Linked DNA regions of Sus scrofa: region 2 is linked to region 1. A link is a contact called in public HiChIP or PLAC-seq data. All regions are on one chromosome and are shown on one strand. The core of a region is the stretch at or near the end of the contact, and the rest is flanking DNA. Distances in the headings are between cores, read along the strand shown. Region 1 holds the start of ACSF2 (acyl-CoA synthetase family member 2, mitochondrial). Region 2 holds the start of ABCC3 (canalicular multispecific organic anion transporter 2).

Region 1 (6,902 bases), core at 1,895-4,394:
GTGGGTTTTTTTTTTTTGGTTTGTTTTGCTTTCAGTGTTGGGTCCTGGATCTGACGGGCAGAGTATAAACAACATTATGTATGAAGTCACTTTCATCTCTTCTTTTTTTTTTTTTTTTTTTTTTTAGAAGATATTTTTATTTTTATTTTCTTTTGTCTTTTTGTTGTTGTTGTTGTTGCTATTTCTTGGGCCGCTCCCGCGGCATATGGAGGTTCCCAGGCCAGGAGTTGAATCGGAGCTGTAGCCACCGGCCTACGCCAGAGCCACAGCAACGCGGGATCCGAGCCGCGTCTGCAACCTACACCACAGCTCACGGCAACGCCGGATCGTTAACCCACTGAGCAAGGCCAGGGATCGAACCCGCAACCTCATGGTTCCTAGTCGGATTCGTTAACCACTGCGCCACGACGGGAACTCCCCTCATCTCTTCTTTTAAAATTAAAACTTCCTTCCACATCCTCCTCTTTCGGCATGGGGCTGCCAGCAGCCTTTCCTTTTTTCCCATCTTTCCTTCAAGACTGCTGCATTTCTTATTAGATAGCTCCTTCCCCAGACATACGGTGAAGAAATTTCTTTAAAAGAAACATGTTTCATGTACTACTTGGAAACCGTCATTTACAACAGACAGCTCTGGAAAATGACAGCAGAGAAAAGAACTTTGCTCAAGGTCATTGAGAGGAAAAAGCAGCAGAGCTGGATTCTTCCCAGACCTGACTCTGAGGCCAACTGCAGGCCTATGTAACACCTTGGCATTCGTTGAAAGCCTCATGAAACACGCTCGTCTCTGTAAATGATCAATAGCACTAGTCAGGATGCCTCTCTTGGACTGTTACTTTGTTGTTGCTGTTGTTGTTGTCTTTTTATCTTTTCTAGGGCCCCTTCCCGAGGCATATGGAGGTTCCCAGGCTAGGGGTCTAACCAGCTGGCCTATGCCACAGCCACAGCAACACGGGATCCGAGCCATGTCTGTGGCCTACACCACAGCTCACAGCAACACTGGATCCTTAACCCATTGAGTGAGGCCGGGGATCATCCACAACCTCGTGGATTCATGAACCACTGTGCCACGATGGGAACTCCTGGGCTGTTACTTTGAAAACTTATTAAGAGAAAACATGTACAGCGTCTTAGGAAAATAAAACAAGAAAATGGCTTTTTAAACAAAAAAGTAGTTCTCTGCTTCCTCCCTCCTTTCATTCCAAAGAGAGCCGTTTTTTAAAAATTGTGGTAAAGTAGACATAAATGAAATTTACTATTTTAACCATCAATGGCACATCCATTCACATTTAAAAAAAAAATTTATGGCTGCACTTGTGGCGTATGGAGGTTCCCAGGCTAGGGGCTGTATCAGAGCTGCAGCTGCCGGTCAATGCCACAGCCTCCACTGCCTCAGCAACACTGGGTTGGGGCCGCATCTGCAACCTATGCCACAGCTCAAGGCAACGCTGGATCCTGAATCCACTGAGCGAGGCCAGGAACTGAACCCACTTCCTCACAGACACTACATCTGGTTCTGTGCTACCACGGGAACTCGCATTCACAAAGGCCTGCCAGAGCAGTGCCCACCTCTCGCTTCACAGGCCCAGAGAGGAGAAATGACTTCCCCAGGGTCATCCAGCAAGCTAGTAGCAAAGCCTGCTGAGCAGTTCGGGTACCCACTCCTGGGCTACTCCCCATTCCCTGGGCTGAGCTGTCAGACTCTGTGAGTTAGTCTCTTAGGAAGGCATATGCCCTGTGAGCCCAGCTCCTCTTCATCTCGCTTTCTCCGTCTTCCTTTCCAGGCAGCTGAAGTTCGGGGACCATCCCCAAGAGCCAGGGTTTCAGGGGGAATCCACAGTCACTTTTGGGATCACAAAGAGAGGAAACAGGAGTCCCCATTGTGGCGCAGTGGTTAACGAATCCGACTAGGAACCATGAGGTTGCGGGTTTGATCCCTGGCCTTGCTCAGTGGGTTAAGGATCTGGCGTTGCCGTGATCTGTGGTGTAGGTCACAGACGCAGCTGGAATCCCAGGTTGCTGTTGCTGTGGTATAGGCTGGCGGCTACAGCTCTGATTAGACCCCTAGCCTGGGAACCTCTGTATGCCACGTGTGTGGCATGTGTGTGGCCAAAAAAAAAAAAAAAAAAAAAAAAAAAAAAAGGGAGAGGAAACATAGCCTCCTTCTCATGACCTCAGTTTGGAGCCAAAGTTCCCAGATAAAGGCAAAGGTCTCCTCCGGCCAGGTTCAGCCCTCAGCACCCATTCCGCCTGACCCACTGTATCCCTGCTTCTGGGTCAGGAGAGGGGAAAGCACCCTGCCAGGGCCTTTCCCCCATAGCTCTCCCTCTCCTTCTCTGGAAAAGGGTCAAGGCTACACCAAGACACTGTGGACCAGGCACTCTGGTCTCCAACACCACCTTTCCAGCCAGGTCCAGAGATAAATAGTCACCTTCTTTCCAACCTGCAGACACACTGGGGCCTCAGAGGATCATAAGGAAGGCCTGGGGGGTTAGAGAGAGGGTGATGGGTGGAGCCTTGGCACAGTTGCTTTTCATTCTCATTCAGGGACAGCCTCGCGGGAACTGTGCCTTAGGGCCCCCACCCCGCCGCTAGGGCTGGCAGATGGGGGGAGAAAAACACAGGTTTCCACCACCTTAACGGGCCGGCAGCTCAAGGCAGGGGGAGGGAACGCAGGCTGCCCCTTGGGACACGGGAGTACCAACTGGAGCTGGCGTTTGTCCTCAGCCAGGACTCGCCCCGCGGTGGGGTGGGGGGTCCTCACCCGCTGCACCTTTTGTCCCGGCTGCCTCCCCTCCCCCGCGGGCCCTGTGCTCCAGCTGGCAGGCCTGGGGGAGCCTCGCACCGGCTCCCCCTGGCCTCTGGCCCACAACCCGGGAACCAGCACGTGACCTGTGCGCTAAGCCGGCTCTTGGGGGGGGGGGGATGGACGCGTCTGGCCGCGCCGCTGGTTCCCCCTTTACGAAATCAACACGTTCCTGCGCCCCCAAACTCAGGCCCCTAGTGGTTGGAAGGGGAGAGCTGCCGGGGTCCTGCGGCAGGGACTGTCGGGTCCAGAGGGGAAACCAAGGCAATTCTTCGAGGGTGGGTGGGGGGCGGGGCAGGGAAGCGGGTCCCAGGGAAGGTGGCCCGGGATCGGGCACTTCCTCCACGCCTCGTTTGGGCCTCGCCTCGCCCCGCCCCGGCCGGCCCCAACTTCTCCGCAACCCATAGGCAGAGGCGACCCTCCCGCCTCCCCGCGCTTCGCCCCGCCTCGGCGCGCTTTAAAAGTTTACTCCGGGCCGGGACGCTGACGTCGCGAGCCATGGCCGTCTACCTCGGGATGCTGCGCGTCGTGAGGCTGTGCGCCGGGAGGCCGGAGGTGCTGGGGGCCCGGGGCGGCCTCTCCCGGGTTTGGCAGGAAGCGAGGCTGTGGGGCGTCCGTCCCCTCAGGTACGCGGCCCCGGGAAGAGAAGGGACGGGCCAGTCCCCTGGGTGGGGATCCTGGGCGGGGGGCGGCGGGGGGGGGGGCGGTCTGCAGAGCCTCGCAGGGGGCAGATGGCACTCAAGCTGGGAGACTCGCGGCGGCTGCACCCCTGGGCAGCACAGGCGAGAGAGCAGGTACCCTGAATCTGGCACCTAGGCAACAGGAAATGCTGGCCTGGCCCACACAGGCTGGGGCTGCAGCTGCAGGGACTCTGCACAGACTCTGGGTTCTGGTTCAAGACTCTAGATTCTTCCAGTCGCGGGCATACTGATGGCCGGGAGTGGGAGCCATTAGCAGTCTGGCCCAAGGCCTGGACTCTCTCCCCAGGACACTCCTTCTGAGCTGGAACCTTTTCATGGTTAAACTTGGGGATCTTCCACCCCGTCTTGTGCGCCCCAGGTCCTGAAGCTCAGCAGTCTCCCCTCTCCTCCTCTGCTGCTGATAAACCCTGCTGGGCTCCTTGCTGCTTCCTTGGCCTCTTTTCTTCTGCTCTGGTGAAGAAGGAAAGTGCCCTGGCAGATGAAGGAAGTGTTTTTCTAGCAAGTGTGCTGCCTCTAAAGCAGCAGCGTAAGCAATACTACCTCCCTCTAAGAGTGCAGATGTGAAAATGTGTTTGGGAAGCAGGGCTGGGCTCCCGCTAGTTATTAGCGGTGGCTTTTATCTTTAGCACCCAGCAGGGGGAGGCCTGGCCACCACTGAGCCTGCCCTGCCACCCACCTAGGCCAGGTACTGGCTCTGGGGTCAGGACAGGGTTTTGGACCCCAGGTGCCATGTAGGCCTGGGCATTGAAAAGGGAGGAGAAGCTCGAAGAGGTTTCTTGTCTTGCCGGCATGGTGTAAACAAAACGAAAAAAAAAAAAAAAAACAGATGAGGGAAGTTGATGGGAGGTCCAAACTCCTCTTTGGCTGGAACTCTGGAGATCACAGTGTTTTGAACTAGCTGGTAGAAAGCATGCAGTGCTTTCGGATTGCTGGGCCTGATTTTTCTGGAGGTGGCTCAAGAAGGTCAGCAGATGGGATTCTGAGGACGAGAATGCTTCTCTGCTGGCTCCGTCACTCACGACCTCCTGCTAAGTGCCTTCCTAGGCAAGCTCTGCCATCACCACCCCACAGCCTTCAAGCCTCACTTCTGGACTCCGGGCGGGGGCGGGGGTGGGTGTACATGTTTCATGATGTACATCAGGCCACCTTTGCAATCGTTCTGGACCTTTGACTTTTTTTTTATGTGTAAACAAAGCAGGTCCCTTACTTGCTACAGTCCTGTAACCTTAGGGTAGGGGTACTAGGCCTCCGAGAAATTTCTGACTCTGTGTCAGGAGGAGAGCCATGTGTCCAGAGAAGAATTTCCTGAGCATCTGGCCTAATTCCCTCCCATCCTTTCCATGCACTCGTGCATGAGCCCTTCCCTACTGACTCTGGTCGTTTGGCCTGATTTTGCTCCTCCTGTCCTCTCGGAAACCCTCAGGAGTCTCAAGCATTCAGCCTATACTCCCGAGAGCCTTCATCATGACCAACCCCTGATGGGTGCCGTAGTTATGAAAGTCATAGAACCCAGTCCTCCGGGGACTTGTAGCCTAGTACAGAGACAAGTCAGGATGACCACTGCTCCGTGTTCTGGGTGCCGTGTGGAAAGCTCCTGGACTTTTGTCCTCTGCTCTTTCTGACCTGGTCCCATATAGCTCGCTTTCTTGCTGACCAGCACCCATGTCTATTCCTTATCAGATCCTTAGTTTTGCCTGTTAGGAAAAAGCAAGAATTTTGAAGCCAGGCTGCTTTGGGTTATAGCCCTAGTGCCTCCACCTACTTGCTGTGTGACTTGAGCATGTGACCTGAGCCAGGAGCCTGTGGCGTTGTCACTAATGGTACCTACTTGCTGAATTGACAAAGGCTTGCTCCTCTCAGCCTTTGCTTTGGGGCAGGCTTGGTCCCTAAGAACCTCCCAGTGGTGTCTAGGTAGGACTTCCAAGTGATTTGAAGGGAGGAAAGGACCCCCTCCTCAGTGACCTCTTTCTTGCACCTGGTCCTCTTTCCAGATCAGTTGCCAAAATGTTGGGCTCTGCCCAGCCCCAAGTCTAGTGCCTGGATCTGCTGGACACTCCTCTATCCATCAAGGTCAGGGCTGTCCAGAGCCCTTTTTCCCCAGAAGGAAAGAGGAAGCTGTCCATTGCTCTCCAGATCTCCTGAACTATCAACCCCTTCCCCTTGTCCACACACACGCTATTCCCCAGGAATGGGAAATGGTCTAGTCTGGGGCTTCCAGGAGCTTTGGAGGGAGGAATCCCATGCTGATTCCTTGGGGAAGCCTGTGAGGCAGCTGCACCTGGGTTATTGCGAGCACTTAGGGCTGGGGAAGACAGAAAGAACAGTGGTTTAGGAGTTCCCATCGTGGCTCAGTGGTTAACAAACCCAACTAGTATCCGTGAGGATGCAGGTTCGATCCCTATCCTTACTCACTGGGCTAAGGATCGGTGTTGCCGTGAGCTGTGGTGTAGGTCACAGGTGCAGCTCGGATCCCGCCTTGCTGTGGCTGTCACGTAGGCTGGCAGCTACGGCTCCAATTTGACCCCTAGCCTGGGACCCTCCATATGTGCAGGTGCGACCCTAAAAAGACAAAAAAAAAAAGACAAAAAAAAAATACAAAAAAAAAAAAAAGAAAAGAAACTATAAATTTAGACATTGTAATCTGTGAATGATGCAGGTATGCAGTCTACTGTGGCGGGTGCAATGGGGGATACAAGGATGGATGAACTTGTTTTCAGTGACTTCTTTGACTAAAAGGGCTCTACAGGGAAAGATCATAGACCCACTGATTCAAGGAAGTAAGGATGCTGTACCAGGGAGGGTGTCAATCAAAGCAGGGAAGAATCTGACTGGTAGGAATGGGACTGGGTAAGACTTTCTAAAGAGCCCAGAATATGAGCCTGATCTCCAATGACAGGGCTGTAGTTTGAAGGATGAAGTCTATATACTTGTATGAACGCTTGCTTGCCCTAAACTCTTTTGAACCTTGGATATGAAGCCTTGCTAAGATCTCTCACATTATTTATTTATTCAGTCTACAAAGATTTTGGAGCCAGACAGATCTGTGTTCAAAGAACCACTTTCTAGCTGGTAGCTTCCGGAATCAGTTGAACTTGAGACCTTTGTTGTTTGTAAACGGTGTTGTTGTGAGAGTTAAGTGAGGTCACATAAGAATGTTGTTTTTTTTTTTTTTTTTTCCCCCGTCTTTTGTCTTTTTAGGGCTGCACCTGGGGCACATGGAGATTCTCAGGCTAGGGGCTGAATCACAGCTGTAGCTGGTGGCCCCTGCCACAGCCACAGCAACTCGGGATCCAAGCCACGGCTGCAACCTACACCACAGCTCATGGCAATGCCGGATCCTTAACCCACTGAGCGAGGCCAGGAATTGAACCCGAGTCCTGATAGATGCTAGTTGGATT
Region 2 (6,902 bases), core at 1,981-4,480, 210 kb after region 1:
TTCCCATTGTGGCGCAGCAGAAACAAATCTGACTAGGAACCATGAGGTTTCGGTTTCAATCCCTGGCCTTGCTCAGTGGACTAAAGATCTGGCGTTGCCGGGAGCTGTGGTGTAGTTTGCAGACACAGCTCGGATCTGATATTGCTGTGGCTGTAATGTAGGCTGGCAGCTGTAACTCTGATTCAACCCCCTAGCCTGGGAAACTCCATATGCCATGGATGCAGCCCTGAAAAACAAAAAACAAACAAACAAACAAACAAAATTTCTGAAAACCAACTTTGCCAGGCACTGTCTTGGGTGCTGAGGGTACAGGGATAAACAAGACTACCCTTAAGATGGTCCTGAGTTCTGCTGCAGTGCAGTGGGTTACGAATCCAACTTCGGCAGCTTGGGTTGCTGGCAGCGTCATGGGTTCGATCCCCAGCCTGGGATCCCCGGCAGTGGGTTAAAGGATCCAGTGTTGCTGCAGCTGCGGCTCAGATTCAGTCCCTGACCCAGGAAAGTCCACATGTTGTGGGTGCAGCCAAGATGGTCCCTGTCCTTAAGATGTGCACATTTTGGGGGGATGTTATGCAGGACAACGAATGATACAGTACAAGGAGAGCGGGCTGCGAAAAGAAGGGTCCTTAGCCCAGGATTGGGATGGGAGGGGTTCGGTGAAGTCTTGCTTGTGGGGGGAGCTGCTTGAGTGAAATCTTTAAGGAGGACTAGAGTTAGCCAGGTGCAGAAAGGGAGATGAGTCACAGGGGGAAGGGCACGACAAGCAATCTTGATGGTGGGGGTGGGGCATGAGTGCAACAACTAAGGATGCAGGAAATGCTCCCCCACCCCCACCCCGCAGAGGATGCATGGAAGTAGCCCAGTATTCAGAAGACATGGAGCACATCCTGCCTCTGCCAGAAGTCGCCCTGGGGCTTCATTTTCCTTGGTCTTGCGAGAACAATCAAAACCCTAATATCCTAGGAATACTGTAGTTCTTATTCAAGGGCGGTGGGAAAGGGGCCACATTCCATGAGGGGCCAGGAAGAGTGCTCCCAGTGCATGCTTCCGGGGACAGTGGAGGAGGTAAAGATTGCCAGGGGTCCCACCATGATCTCCAACTCAGAGGCTCCCACCCAGTGCTGCAGGCCCAATGCTGAACAAGGCTGGGGCCAAAGGGGATGGTGCTGCAGCCCCAGGGCTGAAGACAGAACCCAAGAGTCCTGGCCCCAAACTTAGAGAAAAGCTGGGCGGAGGAGTCCCAGCGGCTCACCATAGAAGCCTAGATCATCAGAACAGGAAGAGAGCTTAGATGGTGCCGTGCCAAAATGCTCAAGAAACAGTCCCAGACACATCCAGGGGTGTGTCGCACAGTATAGGAAAGGCTCTGCTGGAGGCGTGGAGGGGGATTGGAAGGGACTCAGTCGATCCCTGCCCTGGGGGACCCTTCAGACTGGCAGGGAAGACAGAACCTTCACAACTAAATATAACCCAATGCACACTGTGACAAGGCTGTGAAAGCTCTGTAAAGCCTGCCTCAGAGACGGAGGGGGGCTGGGAGGTGGGGCCGGGGAGGGAAGGGGGGCAGACAAAGGGCTGAGAGCACTTGCCCAGGGATGGGGGAAAGGCCCCCAGTCCTACTTCCTGGGGAGGAGGAGCCTTGACCCCCTGGCTCCCATCCCAGACCTCATGATGGCTCAGATCTGTATTCTGATAGCCCTTGGCAGAAGAGATTTCCTGCCTGCCCAGAGGTGGCTGCTGCTGCTGTGCTTTTTTTTTTTTTTTTCTTTTTTAGGGCATCACCTGCAGCATATGGAGGTTCCCAGGCTAGGGGTCAAATCGAAGCTACAGCTTCCAGCCTATGCCACAGCCACAGCAACCAGATCCAAGCTGTGTCTGTGACCTACACCACAGCTTGCGGCAACGCCAGATCCTCAACCTACTAAGCGAGGCCAGGGATCGAACCCGCAACCTCATGGTTCCTAGTCAGATTCATTTCTGCTGTGCCACGATGGCAACTCCTGCTGTGCTATCTTGCTGGCAGCCACCTACACCTGCTGCTGAGCCACCAAGGAAAAAACACCTTCTCTTGGGGATCGGTGCCCCGGAAAGGATCACCTGGGCAGACCCTACAGACAGGGACAAAGTTGGACGGCAAGGGCAGGGGAGAGATGGGCTGGAGGAAGAGCTGCTGGGGGAATGGAAGATTCCTTCTCAACCCCAAGAGGGGTAGTGAACTGGCTTCTGGGATCCCATTAGGGAAGAGAGGATGACAGGAAGAGTGAGAGATGGAGGGAGGGAGGGATCCCAGCATGGCCAAGCCGGGGCCAAAGCAGGGGAAGGAGGCCATTGACCCCAAACCCATTTCACAGATTGGAAATGTGGAGACTCAGGCTTAGGAGGAGTGTGTTGATGTGGGGCTTTTCTTGGGGCCTCACCTGCCCCTCTGCCACCCTAACCAGGCAGAAGCAGAGGAAGCTACTACGTGTTGGGTTGGGTGCCTACCAAGTGTGCCAGAGATATGCTGACGCTTAGCATAGCTTTCCCGTTTCATCCTCAGAGTAACCCTGTGATATAGGTACTGTGATTATCCTTGTTTTGCAGAAGTGAAAGTGGAAGCACCGAGGCTGCTGAAGCAGCAGGCTCAAGATCAGGGAGGGACGGAAATGTGGCCAGGCGGCAATTTAAGAGGATCATGGGAAGCCACTGTTTGGATGGTGCTGGGATCCCCTCCCACCCCTCTCTCCTTTGGCAAGCGGGCGCACACACACACACACACACAGACACACACACACACACACACACACACACACACACATTGTGTGTTGGTGTCTGTCATTTCCTGGACAACCTGTGGGGAAGAGATAGCCTCTGGGTTGTCAGGGCACACAAGTTCTTCCCATTTCACAGATGAGGAGACTGACCTCCAGAGATGAATGTAAGCTTATCAAGCATTTATTCACGGAAGGAAGGAGTCTCGCGCTGTCCCTCTGCATGTCCCTTGACTCCTGGGAGGGGGGCCCTCCCTCCCCACCGCAAACGTCTTCCCTGGGAGAGCCGCGTGTGCCCCTTGGGCAGACCCTGCTCCCACTGGATCTGCCTCCGTATCTGGAGGGGTACCTCTCCCGCGAGGCCCAGCGGTCCCCGGAAGGGGTGGTCCTTGTGTCCAGGGCCCCCACCGAGCTGCAGTTTCAGGGAGGTGCTACCGCAATTCGACCCAAAGAGCCTGGAGGTGGGGCTGGGAAGGGCGGGCCCGGGGGCGGAGCGCCGGGCGGAGGCGGCTCTGGGCAGCTGCTGGGTCTGTCCCGGGTTGGAAGGCCACCGTTTTCATTCTCGCCGTCCTCGTCGCCGAACCCCGGCCCCATGGACGCTCTTTGCGGCTCCGGGGAGTTCAGCTCCAAGTTCTGGGTAAGGAGGTGTCCCGGGACCACGAGGGAGCACCAGCGAGCCCTTAGCCCGGGGAGTGGCGATGCGATGCCGGGAACGGGTCTCGCGGCGTCGCCCAGTGCCGGTTCCCTCGTGGTCGGGGAAATCTGCTTCGGGTTTCCCCAGCCACATGGGCGAGCCTGGGAAAGCCAGGTGCTAGGCTTCCTGCTGGCACGGTGGGTGGCAGCTCGGAATCAGAAGGTGCCCACACTTGCCACCTCACTCACATCCCTCTCTGGGACTGACTGCAGGCTGCAGAAGGGGCATTTCCCGGTTACTAGATCCTGTTGATCCTTCAGCACTGGCCCCTTGGACGAGGGCTTGGATGCCCATCCCCACACCTGTTCAACCAGGTGCTTTGGGAGGCGGGGTCTACTGGGCTTCCCCCTTCTTCAAGGGTTCCTGCCTTCTTGGAAAGGGTTCCTGCTCCGGGCAGAGCCACCAGAGACTGGCTGATCCTCACCGCCCCAGCGTCAGGAGGGAGAGGCAGACCTCACTCTGGAGGCAGGCCCTTACAGGTGCAAGATATCAGGATTTCCTGGTCCAACCCTCCCCTTTTATAGATGGAGAAAGGCCCAGAGAGAGGAGGAGACTTGCTCAAAGCCAGTTAGAGGAAAACAGGGCTGGGATACCAAAGTGGGCCTTCTGCTCATATGCCGGACCCTTTTCTAAGACATCAGGCTGCTTTTCAGGCTGCTGACTCCAGACCCTCAGCATAGTTCAGGTGCTCTCCGTGTAGAAAGCCCAAGAGCTTCCTTACAGCTTTCAAAACCTGTTCACAGGCAGCTCCCTTGATCATCATTGCAGCTCTGGGAGGCAAGTAGTGGTGTGTCTCTGTTTCACGGATGCGCTCAGACTCAAGGGGCTTGTCAGTGGTCCTATGGGAGCTGCCCAGCATAGGCTGCTCTCAAATCCAGGGCCTCTGAATCCCAATGCCTAAATCATTTCTCCATTTCAGGTATTTGTATGTATGTGCTTGGGGAGGGGGAGGTCGCATGCATGCGTGTGTGAGTGTGTGTGTGTGTGTGTGTGTGTGTGTGCGCGCGCGCGTGCGCGCACCCGCGCGCACACCCACTGAGTGTTATTCATGAGTGAGTGCTTGTGTAGATGTGTGTGTGCATGTGTGTATGTAAGTGTGAGCGTATAGTCAGACACCCCGCTCTCAGGTTGTGTTTGGGCTGGACTGAAGGGCTTAAATGGATGTCTGACATTTCGGGCAATAGAATACCATTTAACTAAATGGTTAGAGTAAAATTAACCTTTTAGTAACCCAGAAAGAGAGCCATGGAGATCACTACATGGTTGATCAGAGATGATGCAACTTCTCTGCTGCTGCCCTTCTTGCCACAGGAACCCTATTTGTCATCCAGCCTGGCCTGGTCACTTGTTTCCAGAGTCCAGAGGTTGCCCCGTTGGCTCATGAGTAGACTTTTTCTCATTGCCACTTGAACTTGGCTGTTGCGGCACAGTTGGGGTGTCTGAGGTGGCCAGGGAGAAGACTTGTAAATCAAGGGGGCAGATGTGACCATGCCTCAAGTTCAAGGACTCCCTGTTCCTGAGTGTGTAGTTAACCTTGAGAACTTAGGATTGCCCAGAAACAGGCTTTGAGGGACCAGAAGTCTGGGAACTCAAGGCTCCTTTCTTGATCCCATGATAGGGTTTCTCTACCCTTCCATGATACTGTGGAATCCAAGAATGTCAGAGCTTGGGGGCTTGGGGTAGCTGGCCCAGCCCCTCATTAAAGAGCTGGGAAAACTGAAAAAATGAACTTGTCAAGGTCACGCAACAATCAGCTACAGAGTGCTCGACTTGGAATCAGGATTCTGAGATATGGTTTCAACTTTGTCATTCCCTGACTGTGTACTTTTGGGCTTCTGGGACTCTCTCATGCCTGAATTTCTTGTTCCTGAGACACGTGTATCTTCTCTGAGAACCTTGGAGTCCATGGGAGTCAGGTCATCTATATGTGAGGTTCAAGGGGATGCATCAAATGACAAGGACACTGACCTCTCCTCTTCCTGACCCCCGTGTCTTAGCACTTTCCATCTTCTTCCTCTTTTTTTTTTTTTTTTAGGGCCGCACCTGTGGCATATGGAGGTTCCCAGGCTAGGGGTCGAATCGGAGCTGTAGCCACAGCCACAGCCACAGTAATGCCAGATCCAAACCACGTCTGTGACCTACACCACAGCTCATGGCAACACCGGATCCTTCACCTACTGAGCAAGGCCAGGGATCGAACCCGCAACCTCATAGTTCCTAGTCGGATTCGTTAACCACTGAGCCACGATGGGAACTCCAACAATTTCCATCTTCTACATTAACTTCTTAGCTCCTGAAAGCTATTCCAGGCTGTACCCCCAAGTAGCTGGTGACTGGGGGTGGTACGGGACAAGGCAGGAAGTTTCCTAGCTCATCCTCTGAGGGTTTGTAGAGCTGAGAAAAGGGGGGACGGGGTCTGAGGCCCAGAGGCTGCTGCTATTACCTCAGCCCTAGCTCAGTTACCCAAAAGGCCTAAAGTTCAGGGTTATTCACGGATGCTGAGCTAGTTTGCTTCTCATTTTCTTTCTTTCTTTCTTTTTTTTTTTTTTTTTTTTTTTTTGCCATTTCTTGGGCCGTTCTCGCGGCATATGGAGGTTCCCAGGCTAGGGGTCTAATTGGAGCTGTAGCCACCGGCCTACACCAGGGCCACAGCAGCGCGGGATCCGAGCCGCGTCTGCAACCTACACCACAGCTCATGGCAACACCGGATCCTTAACCCACTGAGCAAAGCCAGGGATCAAACCTGCAATCTCATGGTTCCTAGTTGGATTCGTTAACTACTGCGCCACAATGGGAACTCCTGCTTCTCATTTTCATTGTGTTTTTCAGGCATACTTGTCCCTGGATCTTTTATCTTAGGAGCCTGTGGGTGACCCACAATGTTAGAAGTAGTGCAGGGCAGCCAGGAAGTACCTAAGCCAGGAGTGAACAGGTGGGGGCGAGGGGTGGGAGGACATGGTTCGGGCCTCTCGGGGCCACTTGATCATTCTATCCAGCCTTTTCACTAGCTTATCCTCACAGCCTCAGTTTTTCTACCTCTGAAATGGGGAAGTCACCCACCTCCTAACCACCTCACAAAGCTGTTGTGGAGGTCAAATAAAGTAGGGAATGTTAAAAAAAACAAAAACAAAACAGGAATGTGAATCAATTTGTGAACTTAAATTGATTTAATTTTTTTTCTTCTTAGGGCCGCACCTGCAGCGTATGGAAGTTCCCAGGCTAGGGGTTGAATTGGAGCTGTTGCTTCCGGCCTACATACAGCAATAGCAACGCGGGATCTGAGCCGCATCTTTGACCTACACCACAGCTCACAGCAACGCCGGATCCTTAACTCACTGAGCGAGGCCAGGATTGGACCCGCATTCTCATGGATACTAGTTGGGTTCTTAACCCGCTGAGCCACAAGGGGAACTCCATTAAACCGATTTAAATTTAAAATGCTCTGTTGGTGACAAGTC

The links. HiChIP or PLAC-seq counts read pairs in DNA pulled down with a chosen protein or histone mark.
Region 2: an H3K27ac HiChIP or PLAC-seq map of alveolar macrophages shows a contact between it and region 1. The contact joins the promoter of ABCC3 here to the promoter of ACSF2 in region 1. A contact is called at or near these places in 1 of 5 promoter capture datasets (liver) and 1 of 2 datasets of contacts at active chromatin or transcription factors (alveolar macrophages).

Annotation. Positions count from the first base shown.
Region 1 is chr12:26,710,646-26,717,547 of Sscrofa11.1, forward strand. ACSF2 (acyl-CoA synthetase family member 2, mitochondrial) reads left to right here and starts at 3,145. Exons shown (of 16, transcript XM_003131573.4): 1 at 3,145-3,429. The coding sequence starts at 3,302.
Region 2 is chr12:26,917,534-26,924,435 of Sscrofa11.1, forward strand. ABCC3 (canalicular multispecific organic anion transporter 2) reads left to right here and starts at 3,231. Exons shown (of 33, transcript XM_003131575.6): 1 at 3,231-3,387. The coding sequence starts at 3,343.